Regions from separate parts of the Bombyx mori genome. Here region 1 is linked to region 2. The links are chromatin contacts, called in public Hi-C maps. All regions are on one chromosome and are shown on one strand. Each heading gives the region's core, a stretch centred on a gene start, on an enhancer-like site or on the middle of the called end of the contact. The rest is flanking DNA. Distances are from core to core; before and after follow the strand shown.

Region 1 (6,809 bases), core at 2,048-4,547, 540 kb after region 2:
ATCAAAGAAGTCAAAAATATTGATATGGTATAGTACTTACTTTCAGGCTTGGGCTTTGAAAGTACATCTTGTTTATCTTGAATTGCACGCAAATGTTCAGCAGTGAGACGGTGTTCATCTAACTCAATTCTAGTTGGCAACTCCTTGTGACAAGTATTACAGAAGGGATGTAGGTATTTCTTAAGCTTCCGGTGTCCAACGGTAGTCCGGTGAGCTGCTCCATTGGCTGCATACATATCACACATAGCACAGTAGAAGTCTCTAGCTGGTTGCTGACCAGATTTGCGGGTGCGTTTCATCTCACGAATCTATTAAAATATATAATAAATTTAATTAATTATAACTATTATTCACACTAAAAAGTTCTTGATAAGAATGTTATTCTCTATGTACTTCTGAGGTACATACAACTCTTTGCACTGTGCAAATTTATTTCTATACAGGATAGGCGTTTCGACTAGATGAGAATAAAAAGTTTATAGACACAAAAACTTATGTCTAACTAAAATGCAGTATTTACATCAGAATGTTGCACCTGTACCTACTTCAGATTGTGTTAAATGAGATCATTTTAGCTAATCTATAAATAAATATACATTCTAACCTTATATTCTTGTCTCATTGTATCAGCAGTAAGAGCATAGCTCTCAACAGTCTTCTGCATCATAATGGCATGAGCTCTTCCACTGAGATGATTCTCAAATGAACGTCCATCCCACATGCTCTTGTGGCAGATGTGACATTTCAGCAGCTTTGAGTTGATGTCATCATAGCGCGTTTTAGGAACATCTTGCTTTTCATCCTCTTCCGGCGCTTTTCTCTCATTTTCAGGTTTGTCAGTCTCAGTAGTCTTCTCTTCTTGTTCACTGTGAATAACTAAGTTTGTGAATGCATGAAAACATTCACTATATAATTTTATGTTGTCACTTCTGCACTTATCACACCACAATTTGATTCAGTGAGTATGATTAGGAGTTAAGCTTTTAATACATTTTTAATGGGAAGATTTATGACTCAAATATAATTCAGAAATTGCTGATGATTGAAAAGATCTCTATTTTAGATGTTTCTAAGCATTGCAACTGTATAAAATCAATATTAAACACAATTTAAGTGCACATTTTTATACCAAAAGGCACAAAAATGCTCGAAGACTCCAATCATGTTTAAATTATTTATTTAGTCAGGAACAATTTTTCGCAAACATACAAATGGCCCAATTACTGGACAATACAGACAGACAACCTGTCAACAAAGACGACGGTCTTTTGAAATATAATTGAAAGTTTCAATATTGAGAAACAATGAAATGCCAAGAAAACTATCCCAAAGACAGTCACCAATTGGCTAAATAAAAATTAATCAGCTGGTGAACGGAACTATGTGAAGTGTAGCCCAAAGAGGCTCAGAAGATAGGTGTGACCACCAGGAGGAAATCCTTACCTCTCCTTAACAGGCTTAGCTTTAGAATCGGTTTCCTTTTTCGGGGAGTTCTTGTTATGCTGCCGTTGCCCTTCATTGGGCCTGAACGGTTTACGATTCATGTTGATACGCTCACCAGCGCGATTGTAATTTCCCGTACGCCGGAAATTACCATGATTGCCCATCTAAAGGGAATTCATTAGAATATTGTTAGTTCGAAAAATTTTGGACTAGCATGTCCGGAGGAGGAACTGCAATTTTCCAAAAAGGTACTTGACACAAAATTTCACAGGGTCTATATTGGCAACTGAATTTGAATTTTGGGAATTTTATTAATTGCATTAAAAATGGTGTTTGACAACAACTAGAAAAATTCACAGATTAACATTGAATGAATCATTTTCAGCATTTTAAAAGAAGATTAATGTTGATATCAACTTTCGAGAAGTACAGCTTTTTTTGTCAAGACTTGTTGGTCCCACCGTTCCACTCAGTTCTGCTGTAACCATGAAAACCAGTTAACTCAGTAAAATAATAATTAATTAGATACAACTTCTAGTTTTTACAGGATTAAGTTACTACTTAATTTCAAGTCTCAAAAATTGCAATTGTTCTGAGACAAAATAACAAAGGTTCGATTCCAATATATTTTTCAAATGTAGTAAGAAGGCAAAGTATATAGGATACTTAAATTTTTTAAATATAAATCTCATAATTCATGTTAATTTTTTTAAATGAGGATAACAATTTTGACTATGTTGTAAAAAGCCTTACAGTACAAAATAGATTAATAATAGTCTATTATGTTAAAACAGTTTCAATACCTACATTTATAATTTATATATAAACACAACTTGTTTTAATCACACACATGCATTCATCAAATACGATTTCTATTGTTAAATTTAGGCAGACTAAATTTTAATGTTTATTTATTGAATTGCCTGAAGTGAAATAATGTGTTTATTATACTTTGGTCTAATCATAATTCACCATATTTTGATTGCACAGATCACCAGATTTAATTAAAAGAAGCAATTTGATGTGCTTATTTTAATTTAAGCCTGGTCTTTATTTAATGAGAATATAGCACTGATTACCGTCTATCAGACTCTTTGAAAGAGAAAAGCTAAGCACATTTCCTATACTAAATCACACTCACCCTATTAGGCTCATACCCACGGTCAAACCGACCCATATTAGGCCCAAAGTCCCTTCTAATGGGCATGTCTAGGAGCGATGGGACCGGGTTCTGCTTCGGTTGGAACAAATTAAGGAGGTTACTGGCAAGAGCCAGCGTGGCCTCGGCGGAGCCTCCAGCCAGAGGGAAAAGGTTGGGTAACCGCTCCCCCGGGCCTCCGGACTGCCACGGGGACACATTGTTACGTGGAAAGTTTTTCCCACGGTCGTTTCTACCGAAGTCCGTACGGCGTCCCGGTTGTGGTCTGCGGTTCGCCATCTTTGTCTAAGAGAAGAAACGGTATTTTGTTAAAGCTTTTTCCTAAAAAATACTACATTCAAACTATGACTATTCAGCGCTTGGCCTGATAGATGTGATAAAATATTAGTTAATCATGTAGCATTTAGTGTTAAATCGAAAGTCGTAACTTACAATTTTACTGGAATCCGTTCGGGTTTTGATTGAAAATGACGCAAACAAGAATTTATATGAAATGAAATCACTGATCAGAGTTATTGACTAGATTAAATAGCAATTAAACACGAAATATTTCGAACAGTACCACGACGAAAGTAGGAATTACAAAAGCAAAGTCAGCTAATGAATGTTGGTACAAATCTCTACGCAATATGGCGAATGGCTGCCGGTCGCGTCGGGCAGCAGTGCTGCCAACAAGCCAACAATACCACATAAATCATAGATAAAATATGTAATACACTAGTTTTGCCCACAACTTCGTTCGCGTGGAATAGTTACTTTGGCATAACGCTAAATTTTACTCGTCTCTTCATTTACGTGGTAAGTGAAAATATTTTTGAATTATAGAATGTTAAGGAGCTATTTAAGGTACCAAAATCACGCTTTTTTTTTTAACCGACTTTAGATGAGGAAGTTTTCAATTCGACCATAATTTTTTATATATGTATGTTCACCGATTTCTCGAGAATGCTTGAACCTGATAATTCTTTTTTCTTTTTTTTTTTCGAAATGGTAGACTTCCCGAATGGTCCTGTAATCATCAAGATCTGATGATGGGATCCTGGAGAAATCCAGAAAAATCTATAATTGTCAAAGCCTATCTTGAAGTGATTGGGTGTTTCAATGTTGTAATGAATAACATCTTAATAAAAACACCTTCACAAATAATGGTTTTTAGAACAAATTTGGTTAGCATAAAAAACGTTATAGTGAACCAACCTTTAAATATAGACATACTAACTGACCCGGCAAACGTTGTGTTGCCTTATATAAGATTCTTAGAGAAATTCTAGTGTAGAAAAAAAACCTCATTCAACCATATAATACCTCATTATAACAAAAAAAAAAAATCCAACAAATAAAAGTTTTTTTTTTTTATTGCTTAGATTGGTGGACGAGCTCACTGCCCACCTGGTGTTAAGTGGTTAGAGGAGCCCATAGACATCTACAACGTAAATGCGCCATCCACCTTGAGATATAAGTTCTAAGGTCTCAGTATAGTTACAACGGCTACCCCACCCTTCAAACCGAAACGCATTACTGCTTCACGGTAGAAATAGGCAGGGCGGTGGTACCTACCCGTGCGGACTCACAAGAGGTCCTACCACCAGTGAAATGTTTGGGGTGGACAACCCTTATCACTTAGGGGTATGAAAAATAGATAGTCGACCGGCGAGGGCGAGAGATCAAATTGAATTTAAAAAAAAAACATAAATATAGGAACTTGAAATTACCCGAGGGACCTGGGCGGGCCCCCCGGCGCGCACTCTGCGTGGCCGGGGGCTCCGTCTGTGGGGGAGTTTTGCTGGACTTCCACCGGGCGCGTCCGTAGGTGGCGGATAACGGGATCCTCTGGGAACAGTCCCACTCCCAGGGGTATCGTCCGGTCTTTTTCGTTGCAAGGATTTCTAGGTGTTAGGTAGGTAGGCTAGGTGTAGGAGTAGGGTAGCCTAGTTAGGCTTTGCAACGAAAGAGATCGGATGACGCGGACCAAAACCAGCAGGGGGAGTTGCGGGCTCTCCACGCCCTTCACTCGCTGAAGGGTGTTCCTCCTGGAGACGCTCGGGCTCCCTCTCTTGTCCCCTTTTCCCCCCTTTTTTGTTTTTCTTCGGGTCACGTCCGACCTGTTTCGGACGTAACCCATGGGTGGTGGTGGGCCACTTTTGGCCTGCCCTTCGATGGAGAAGTGAGCCGGCGTTGCTTACGCATCTTCCGGCCGCTGGTCGCCATGTCCCCGGCTTCGGCTACAGGGGCACGCCCTCCAGAGGGGGGTACCGGTATACCGGCGTGGCTTCGTCGTTGCTGCTCTTTTGAGCGTCGGGCGGTGGTCTGCCGTGTTGCTCGTTGCACTCGGCGGGCCGCCGGCCAACCCGTAATCCTCACCGCGTGGGGGACGGGGGCCGCTGCCGCGAGGCACGGGGCCGCGAGGACGTAAACCTCTTTAAAAAATGCCCCAATCCTAAGCTCTGGTGCCCGGCGATGGGATGAATGGCTGGAGGGAGTCCAGTCCCAAGGGTACCAACCAGACCCCAGGGGACCGACCCCTGGTTAATCAAAAAGGAAAAATGAAAAATGGCACCTGTGAAGAACTTATTACCCCAGGAGGGTACCTCCCGCTCCGCGGGGGGAGAATCCCTCCGTGCGGTCGAGCGATCGGCCGCACGCTGCCCCACCGTTTCTGGGGGGGGCACACACTGCCACGAGGAAGGGGGCGACAGCACGGGTCGCGTAAGGGACAGAGTCCCAACCGTGCTACTCGAGCGCTGCGAGAGTTTGATCTCGTTGCACTCGGCGCGGAGCTCCGCGAGGGGCGATGCGTCTAGTGGGCGGGAGACGCCAGCGCTGTTAGTGGACAGCACCCGACAGCGGACACGACGGAAGCGGAAGTCGGCTCGACAGCCGGCATCCTCCGCTCAGTCCGACTCGTCGGAAGGAGAGCCTTCCAGCGCCAAGTACATGGCGTTGGCAGAAGGACCGGCGGCTGCTTCGGCGCCGCCCGCCACTGACTTTGACAAGCCGTCGTCTTGCGGACTGGACGCTGCCTCTTCGGCGCAGTCCAGGGCCGCCTGCCGTGAGGCGAAAAATAAAAAGGAAAGGAAGCTAGAAGAGATTGAGCGCCTACAGAGAGCCCTGACGTTGGTGGGTCCCTCTGACCCCCTCCGATCTTGTCAGATAGTTGGCAAAATAGTTGCGACTATTGCAGCCAAATCGACTGGAGGCCTCAAGGGCACCGAAGTGTCGGCCATGAAATCGGCGGCCGCCACACTGGAGGAGAGGCTGCAGGACGTTGTGGACCGCACCACAACCGTGGAGACGGCGGGCTTGCGGCAGGAAGTGGCCCTGCTGCACACCCGCCTCGAGCAAGTATCGGCCGAGAATGGCCAACTTCAGGCGGCGAATGGGCAACTTAGAGTGGACATGGCCGAGTTGCGAACGATGGTTGCCGACCTCATTGAGCGGCAACGCAGCTCGGCCCCTGTCCTTCCTCCGCCCGAAGTAGAAGGCCTCACTGAGGTCGAGGAGCTGAGGCGGCAGCTCCTCATACAGGAAGCACGCAGCTCCAGGGTGGAGCGTGCGAGGCCGCCCCTCGCCCATGAGGCGAAAGGCAGTGCGCCCGTGCCAGCACCCCGGAAAACAGTGGCCGTCAGAACGTATGGCGGCCCTACAAAGGGCGCGACACCTGCGGCACGCCCGGTCGCCTCGGCTACTGTTCCGGCCAAGCCTGGACCATCGCGGAACCAACAAAATACGGGGGCACCAAAACCCGCCCCCTCAGGAGCACCAGTCACCGGCCAGCGGAAGACTAAGACGACTGCTCCTGCCCCGTCCCAGCCTGCGAAGGCGGGGCCCGGCAGGAGCCGAAATAAGAAGAAGGGGGGCGTCAACGCCGCCAAACCGGCCCCGACCCCCCTGCCCCGCCCACTGCCCCCTGCCCCGGCCAATATGGAAGAGGCCTGGACGACGGTAGTGCGGCGCGGGCCCAAAAAGGTGGCGGCGCCTCCTGCGCCGCGCCCCAAGCCCGCCCCTGCGGCCGCCGCTCCCCGCCAAGAGGGTCGAGCGGAGCCGAGGGGCCGAACTGGAAGAAGGAGGCCGCGCGCCCCGCGGTCGGCTGCAGTGGTAGTGGAGCTGCTGCCCGCCGGCAAAGAAAAGGGCATCACCTACCACGAGGTGATGACCCAGGCGCGCGGCGGCGTGAATGTGGACGCCCTCGGCGTGGAGGGGGGCATCA
Region 2 (6,853 bases), core at 1,390-3,889:
AGGTCCTACCACCAGTTCACGTTGTTATGTGACGAAATGACGAAATGCTTAGGGGGGCCCATCTTCCGAAGTCTGCCTGGATGTTTATTGACGACTACGTATGCGGAATCCAACTCCACGTACTTTCTCAGCATCGGTACCTTTCATTGTTATCCTCTGCTCTACGTATGTAAATCTCTACTCACTTCTACCTTCTATCTTGTGTACGTGCATGCCTTGGTAGGCTTGTTGCTTACAGTGTATCTTCTTATACCAGGGGTCGGCAATTTGCGGCTCGCGAACCACATGCGGCTTTTTACTTCCATACGCAAATATACTTATTTTATAAAACAAAAAATATTTAATAATTGTTCTGAATCGACTAACAAGGATTGATAAATTAAAGAGTAGACGGTTATCGTGGTATGGACATGTGATATGTAGAGATGCAATGCATGTGACTAGGAGATGTATGGAAATGGCAGTGCAAGGTAGAGGGGGCAGAGGTCGACCGAAGAGGACATGGATGGAGTGTGTGAATGACAATATGAGAGATAGAGGAGTGAGTGTTGAAATGACGGCTGACAGAGGTGAATGAAATAGAAAAATTCGCTGTGCCGACTCCACCTAGTGAGATAAGGTGGATACAAAGAAGAAGAAGATGAAACCAATATTAACACTATTATAGAGCTGGAGTGTCGTGTTCGCAACGTCGAAATTTCTAGAACCAATCGACTGTGGAAATCGTGGTAAAAACCCTTCAAACAATATCGTATTTATGAGCTTAACGAAAATTATCACCGGAAACTTTATTTAACAGATTATTATCATCGTCGTAGGGAACGATCCAGTTTACGCGCGTAATACTGGCTTCCTGCAAAATGGACGTGTCGAGTTTACAACGTAATCGTCGACATGATAGCGATAGTTTGAAGGAAACTCGTAAAAACAGCAGAATGCTCGTAAATTTTTATCGTGCGAAAATTCGTTCGAGTAAAGTTTTATAAACTTTAAAAATTTTTCATTGCAAATTGCAAAATGACGTTTAATGTTCTATGTTGTTCGTAGTTTTATTCAAAGGTATTGTTACATTGTATTGAGAGGATAACAATTTAATACAAGCCAAGTTAAAGTTATAAAATCAACAACATTGTATGTAATCATGTAACAACATTGATTTCTTTAGCGGATTTTTTGATAAAGTAGTTATTCTGAATAAACGCCCGTTCTGAAAAAACACGTCATTTCTCATCATCCCGAACCACTCACTATCGGTGCTTTTAGGCACTCTAAGCACCGGTCTCCGTTGTCGTCGAACCCGTCAAATGCGACCAAGAGTTAGTGCAACCTAGCCCATAGACACAACCCTGAGTTTCTGGCCGGATCTTCTCAGTGGGTCGCGATTCCAAACCGAAAGTAAATTCAGCAAAGCACTGCTCTTGCGAGGTCTAACGTTAGTAAGCCCTCCCAAGTTGAGCTCTGTAAGATTACTTACTGAACTGCTAAGTTGGAATAGCCCCTTATGCTACCAACGATTAAGTAGCAGAAAAAAAAGGTAGTAAACATTGATTAATCTAGTCAAGCTCAAATTAGTTTAGATCAATAGAGAAGTAGCTGCAGTATGTACAAATTACACATAAATACCGTCCGATTACATGCTCTCACACTAATTAAATTCTTGTGCTACTAGAGCAAAATTTTACACACACTTTCTTTTTTTTTTTTTTTTTTCTTCCTACCTAAGCTGATAGCCCTAGCGGCTATTTCAGCGTAACCCTAACTTTAGTAGGTGAGCTCACGGGGCTCAAACCTGACGATGTTGCTAACACGAACCCTAGCAAGAGTCGTGCTTCGCAGAATCTACCACCGGATCGGAAACGCGACCCACTGAGAAGATCCGGCGAGAAACTCAGTGGGCTGTGTCTGAGAGTTAATTTACTCGTCGAGCCCTTCGTCGCAAGCGACGGGTTCGACGAGAACGGTGACCGGTGCTTGAAGTACCTAAAAGCACCGTTAGTGGATCAGGAGGATCCGAGATGACGTGTTTAGGGCGACGTCGACTGCTTTCCATTCTGTCCGCAGGATCGGGAATGAGAACTAACGTGTATATTGTATAATTTATGTATATAGTCTGAATTAGAAATAAAAAAGAAGGTAAACGTTTAAAAAATGCAATTACCTATTAAAAAAATTTAAATTATGTAACTCTATAAATAAATACTTGTTAGAAAATAAGAAGTTGGGTGAATTGTTTTATTTTGTCCATTGAGGGTTTCTTCAGGTTTAAATATGTAATAAAGGTGGTTTATTAACTGTTTAGTATCTGTGAAAGTGCAAAAATGTAGGAAAATGACACAAAGCCGCAGAACGTAGCTTCTCGGGATCTTCCAAGAAGTCCACTGAAAAAGTCTCCGCAAATAGCCACCATTTTACTAAGATTATATTTCATCCTATATCATCTCATCTCATTTCTTTTAATTTCATCTCAATTCATTTATGTTTCAAAATGATCAACTTCATATCATTTTTCAAGAAAGAGAATAGAATGTAAAATAAATAGGTACAAAAGATTAGGCTGTATGATGTGATACCTTCGCCTTTCCACTTGGAAAAGTGGAACTGCTACTGTCAAAAGTGAAGTGTCAGAGCTGCGCCAATGAAACGTCAAGCTTCGTGAATTGTGATAAATTTCATTGAACAATAAAGTTAAAATTAATAATAATTTAAATTGTTCACGATGCCGGCTAGTACATCGGACATGGAGCCGTTAAGAGAAAAGGCCTTCCAGGATTACAGAAAGAAGCTCATGGAGCATAAGGAAGTCGAGTCACGACTCAAAGAAGGCAAGAACATTTTTTGCCGAATCATCAACTCATTATTTTGAGTTTCAGTAATAACTAAACATATTACAGTTCAAATAATTTTGTTCATTTCATAAGTGCATTTTTAATTATTATCAAATATAAATAGGATTTTATTAATAAAACTAAAATATTAATCTTAAGCTCTGGTATTTTTTTGACACGAAAAGACAGTTTGACAATAAAACTTAACAAAAGACTATTCCTTGTCAACTCCCCTTTCGTTTATATTCTTAGTTCATTCATTAACCATAATAAATAAATAAATAAAATAATAATATTAAGCTGTAGTTTGTCTGTCTTTTAACGAACTAACCCCTGTATATATATTGTGTGCGTCTTATTTGTTTTAGGTACATCAACAGCGATCCTGTCGTCAAACATTCTTAGCTACTCACTTAATTCTTAGTTACAATCCGTGACCTTGTTCATTCACGAAGCCCGCTATAGAAAGCAGAGTAATACACTTGTCACTTGACATTAGCAAAATCTAAAAGGAAATGCCATAAACCCAATAGATAGATTAGTAGGGGAATTGTAGCAAGAATATGTTCTCTATGAAAAGCTGATCAAAATTGACAATGAAAATTCAAACATTTTCAGGTCGTGACCAACTAAAAGATTTGACCAAACAATATGACAAGAGTGAAAATGACCTGAAAGCCTTACAAAGTGTTGGACAAATAGTTGGAGAAGTCTTGAAACAGCTCACAGAAGAAAAATGTGAGTACTCATACAAAACTAATAAGTTTTTATGTTTGAAACTTAAATATCATTGTTAAGCATTAACATATAGACGCTTGAAAGGCAAACGTGACTAAGCGACAATAACTGCTTTGTACATAAATGATAGGCAACAACCATATTCGATGCTCAAAAAAAAATCTAGTTCTATTAAAATGATTTCAATCCTACAGCTAGATTCGTTAAAATAGATTTTTTTAGGTATTTCAACTTTAAATTAGTCTACTGTAAAGTTCACGCATTGTCGCTTAGTCAGGTTTGCCTTTCAAGCTTCAATATGTAGTACTTTTGATTGGAATTTGTTAATTAACTTTAATATATTAAAATCTCTCCAATTCTAGTTATTGTAAAAGCTACTAATGGCCCTCGCTACGTTGTTGGCTGTCGTCGGCAACTTGACAAGAACAAGCTTAAAGGAGGAACACGAGTTGCCCTCGACATGACTACTCTTACAATAATGAGACATCTGCCTAGAGAGGTATGTTGACTAATGCCAATTGTAGATGCACCAAATACTTACTAAAAAAAATACTCAAATTTTATTGACGTGACAACTTATAATTCGTTGGAGCTGGCTGCGCGCACGAAAAAACATGACTCATGCGGCGTTACGACAAAGAGGCACAATCGGCCTCCGCGTTCGGCAGCGTTCGACATCTGTCTCTCTCCTACTCGAGTGAGCGATGCATCCGCGTGGACAGCTGCTATATAATAATACATTTACATGTTTTCATCAAGTATGAAGTTCAGTGAAAAGTGTATGTGGTGTCAATTGTTTATAGCAACGATAATTGCGATAATTGAAAAATGAAACCATTCCATCAGTAGTTTCTTATGACGTTGTCACGTTCAACTATCGTCAGTAAACCGACTTCACAGACAACCGATTTTTTTTTACTTACATACAGGATTTTATTGATTTCCCTAGTGTTTTTTTTTGCTGATTTTAGAATCAGTGAAAGTATTTTTTCTTTAATACTTAAGTGGAGTGGTTCCATTAAGAAGTTTAATTGCTGTATCCAGTGTTGATTTGATCTATTTTAGTGTATTCTTCCTTTTATCTTTTTTTTTAGTACATAATCCTTTATGTGTCTACTATGGAATGTGTATTATTATAACATTTAATTTAATATTTTGATTTTATAAATAATATACTTGCCATCTGTACATAGGTTGATCCCCTAGTTTACAACATGAGTCATGAGGATCCTGGTGACGTGACCTATTCCGCCATAGGAGGTCTTCAAGAACAGATTAGACAGCTGAGAGAGGTATGTCTATAATCAGATATGACTTCATCTAATGACCCCAAGCCAAGGTCTGGTATCATCGATATAGCAGTTTCCAAATATAAGTTATCTTTCAGATGCCAATGGCTTCTGGCAATCAAACGCAAACCCTGTATAGCTAGTACTGATTTCAATCACATATGGTATAATCTTTATTGAACACAAGTGTGTTATTTTCACACAAGTGTATTATGTTCAATTGAACATAATAATAATTAACATTAAGATCAATGCTTTTAGAAAACCATACTGAAACATAGATAGTCAAGCAAAAAAAAGTACTGATAAGAAGCTTACAAAGCTCTCTGCAACATATTTAAGCTGGATCTATTAATGTATGTTTCACAAGCTTGAGTAACACCATAAATATGTGGACTGTTGTAAATTTTTTGTTTTTGTTTTTATGTGAGTTCAATTTTGAGTTAATTACATATTGATGCTTGAAAGGCAAACGTGACTAAGCAACAATAACTGCTTTGTACATAAATGATAGGCAGTAACTATATTCGATGCACAAAAAAAATATTCTACGTCGATTCAAATCATCTCAATCCTACAGCTAGATCTGTTAAAATAAAATTTTTTTCAGGTATTACAACTTTAAATTAGTCTACTGTAAAGTTTACGCATTGTCGCTTAGTCACGTTTGCCTTTCAAGCGTCGATATGTGTATCATTGTACACAAAGGCAATTAGTAGCATTGATGTAACAGTTATCGGTTTCCCCCATCAAGTAAATGATATGTTTACATACAGGTGATTGAACTTCCCCTAATGAACCCAGAGCTGTTTGTTCGAGTCGGTATCACTCCACCCAAAGGATGTTTGCTGTACGGACCTCCTGGTACAGGAAAGACTTTGCTCGCGAGGGCTGTGGCTTCACAGCTCGATGCTAACTTTTTAAAGGTATTTATTGTTTACCAGTCTATAGAGAAAGATAAATAATTTACACTTAAAAGAAATACACATTTCATAAGTTTTAAATTGGAAACTGGGAAATTTAATGGTTAATTGAAATCTGTTCACACACATGGACGACTGCAAAATATTGACTTAAAATAGGACTACTATAATCCTGAGGGGCTTATTAAGTGACTAAGCTATTCATCAGAGAATGGCCATTTAGTGTGTTCTGAGTATTATACCAGTGTACTGCAATGCAATCTGGTGTTTAGTGATGTGGGTGTACTATCAACATGCATTATGGTCAGATTGTAGTGATGTCCAGAGGCTCTAATAATCACGTGACATCATTTATATAGCCTCAGTTGACAATGCTGTCTTTGCACGTGTTGGTGCAGCCACTCTATCTGCTTCTTCAGACAAAATATATTATCGTTTAAGAAACAAACATTTCTTAAAACTTTTCCTCATTGCTGTGTAACACTTTATTACTTGTTAAATATATTAGATGTATTACTGGTGGTAGACCTCTTGTGAGTCCGCATGGTTAGGTACTGATACATATGCCCCTCAATAATAACGTAATATAAATAATAATGCCGACTAAGGCATTCTTGAATGCATTATCTCTATATAAAGACGATATATTGCTAAAGCGCGGCAGAACAGAGTTGGCTTGAGTAGTGGGAACACACATAATTTGTACTACTTCTTTAATAAAATAAACTCGGTGCCAGTCACCGTTTCCTTTTTTAAAAAGAACTCCTGGACCCACCCCGTAACAGTACCACCGCCCTACCTATTTCTGCCGTAAAGCAGTAATGCGTTTCGGTTTGAAGGGTGGGGCAGCCGTTGTAACTGTACTGAGACCTTAGAACTTATATCTCAAAGTGTGTACTTACGTTGCAGATGTCTATGGGATCCGTTAACCACTTAACACCAGGTGGGCTATGAACTCATCCACCCAGTTACGCAATAAAAAAAAACTGAGCTATGGATCAATTTACATTACAGGTGGTGTCATCGGCGATTGTTGACAAGTACATCGGTGAATCGGCCCGCCTCATCCGGGAGATGT

Evidence for each region. A called contact is a pair of places that touch in the nucleus more often than the background predicts.
Region 1: a contact with region 2 is called in a Hi-C map of whole pupa, with 2.8 times the contacts expected there. The contact joins the promoter of LOC101736594 here to the promoter of LOC733024 in region 2. A contact is called at or near these places in 3 of 7 Hi-C or Micro-C datasets (middle silk gland and whole pupa).

What each region holds. Positions count from the first base shown.
Region 1 is chr26:2,145,173-2,151,981 of ASM3026992v2, forward strand. It overlaps LOC101736594 (zinc finger protein on ecdysone puffs), which reads right to left and starts at 3,298. Exons shown (of 11, transcript XM_004932969.5): 1 at 3,035-3,298; 2 at 2,585-2,887; 3 at 1,444-1,607; 4 at 605-866; 5 at 41-308. The coding sequence starts at 2,881.
Region 2 is chr26:1,608,856-1,615,708 of ASM3026992v2, forward strand. It overlaps LOC733024 (26S proteasome regulatory ATPase subunit 10B), which reads left to right and starts at 2,640. Exons shown (of 9, transcript NM_001047019.1): 1 at 2,640-2,822; 2 at 3,444-3,563; 3 at 3,926-4,062; 4 at 4,757-4,855; 5 at 5,629-5,778; 6 at 6,790-6,853. The coding sequence starts at 2,717.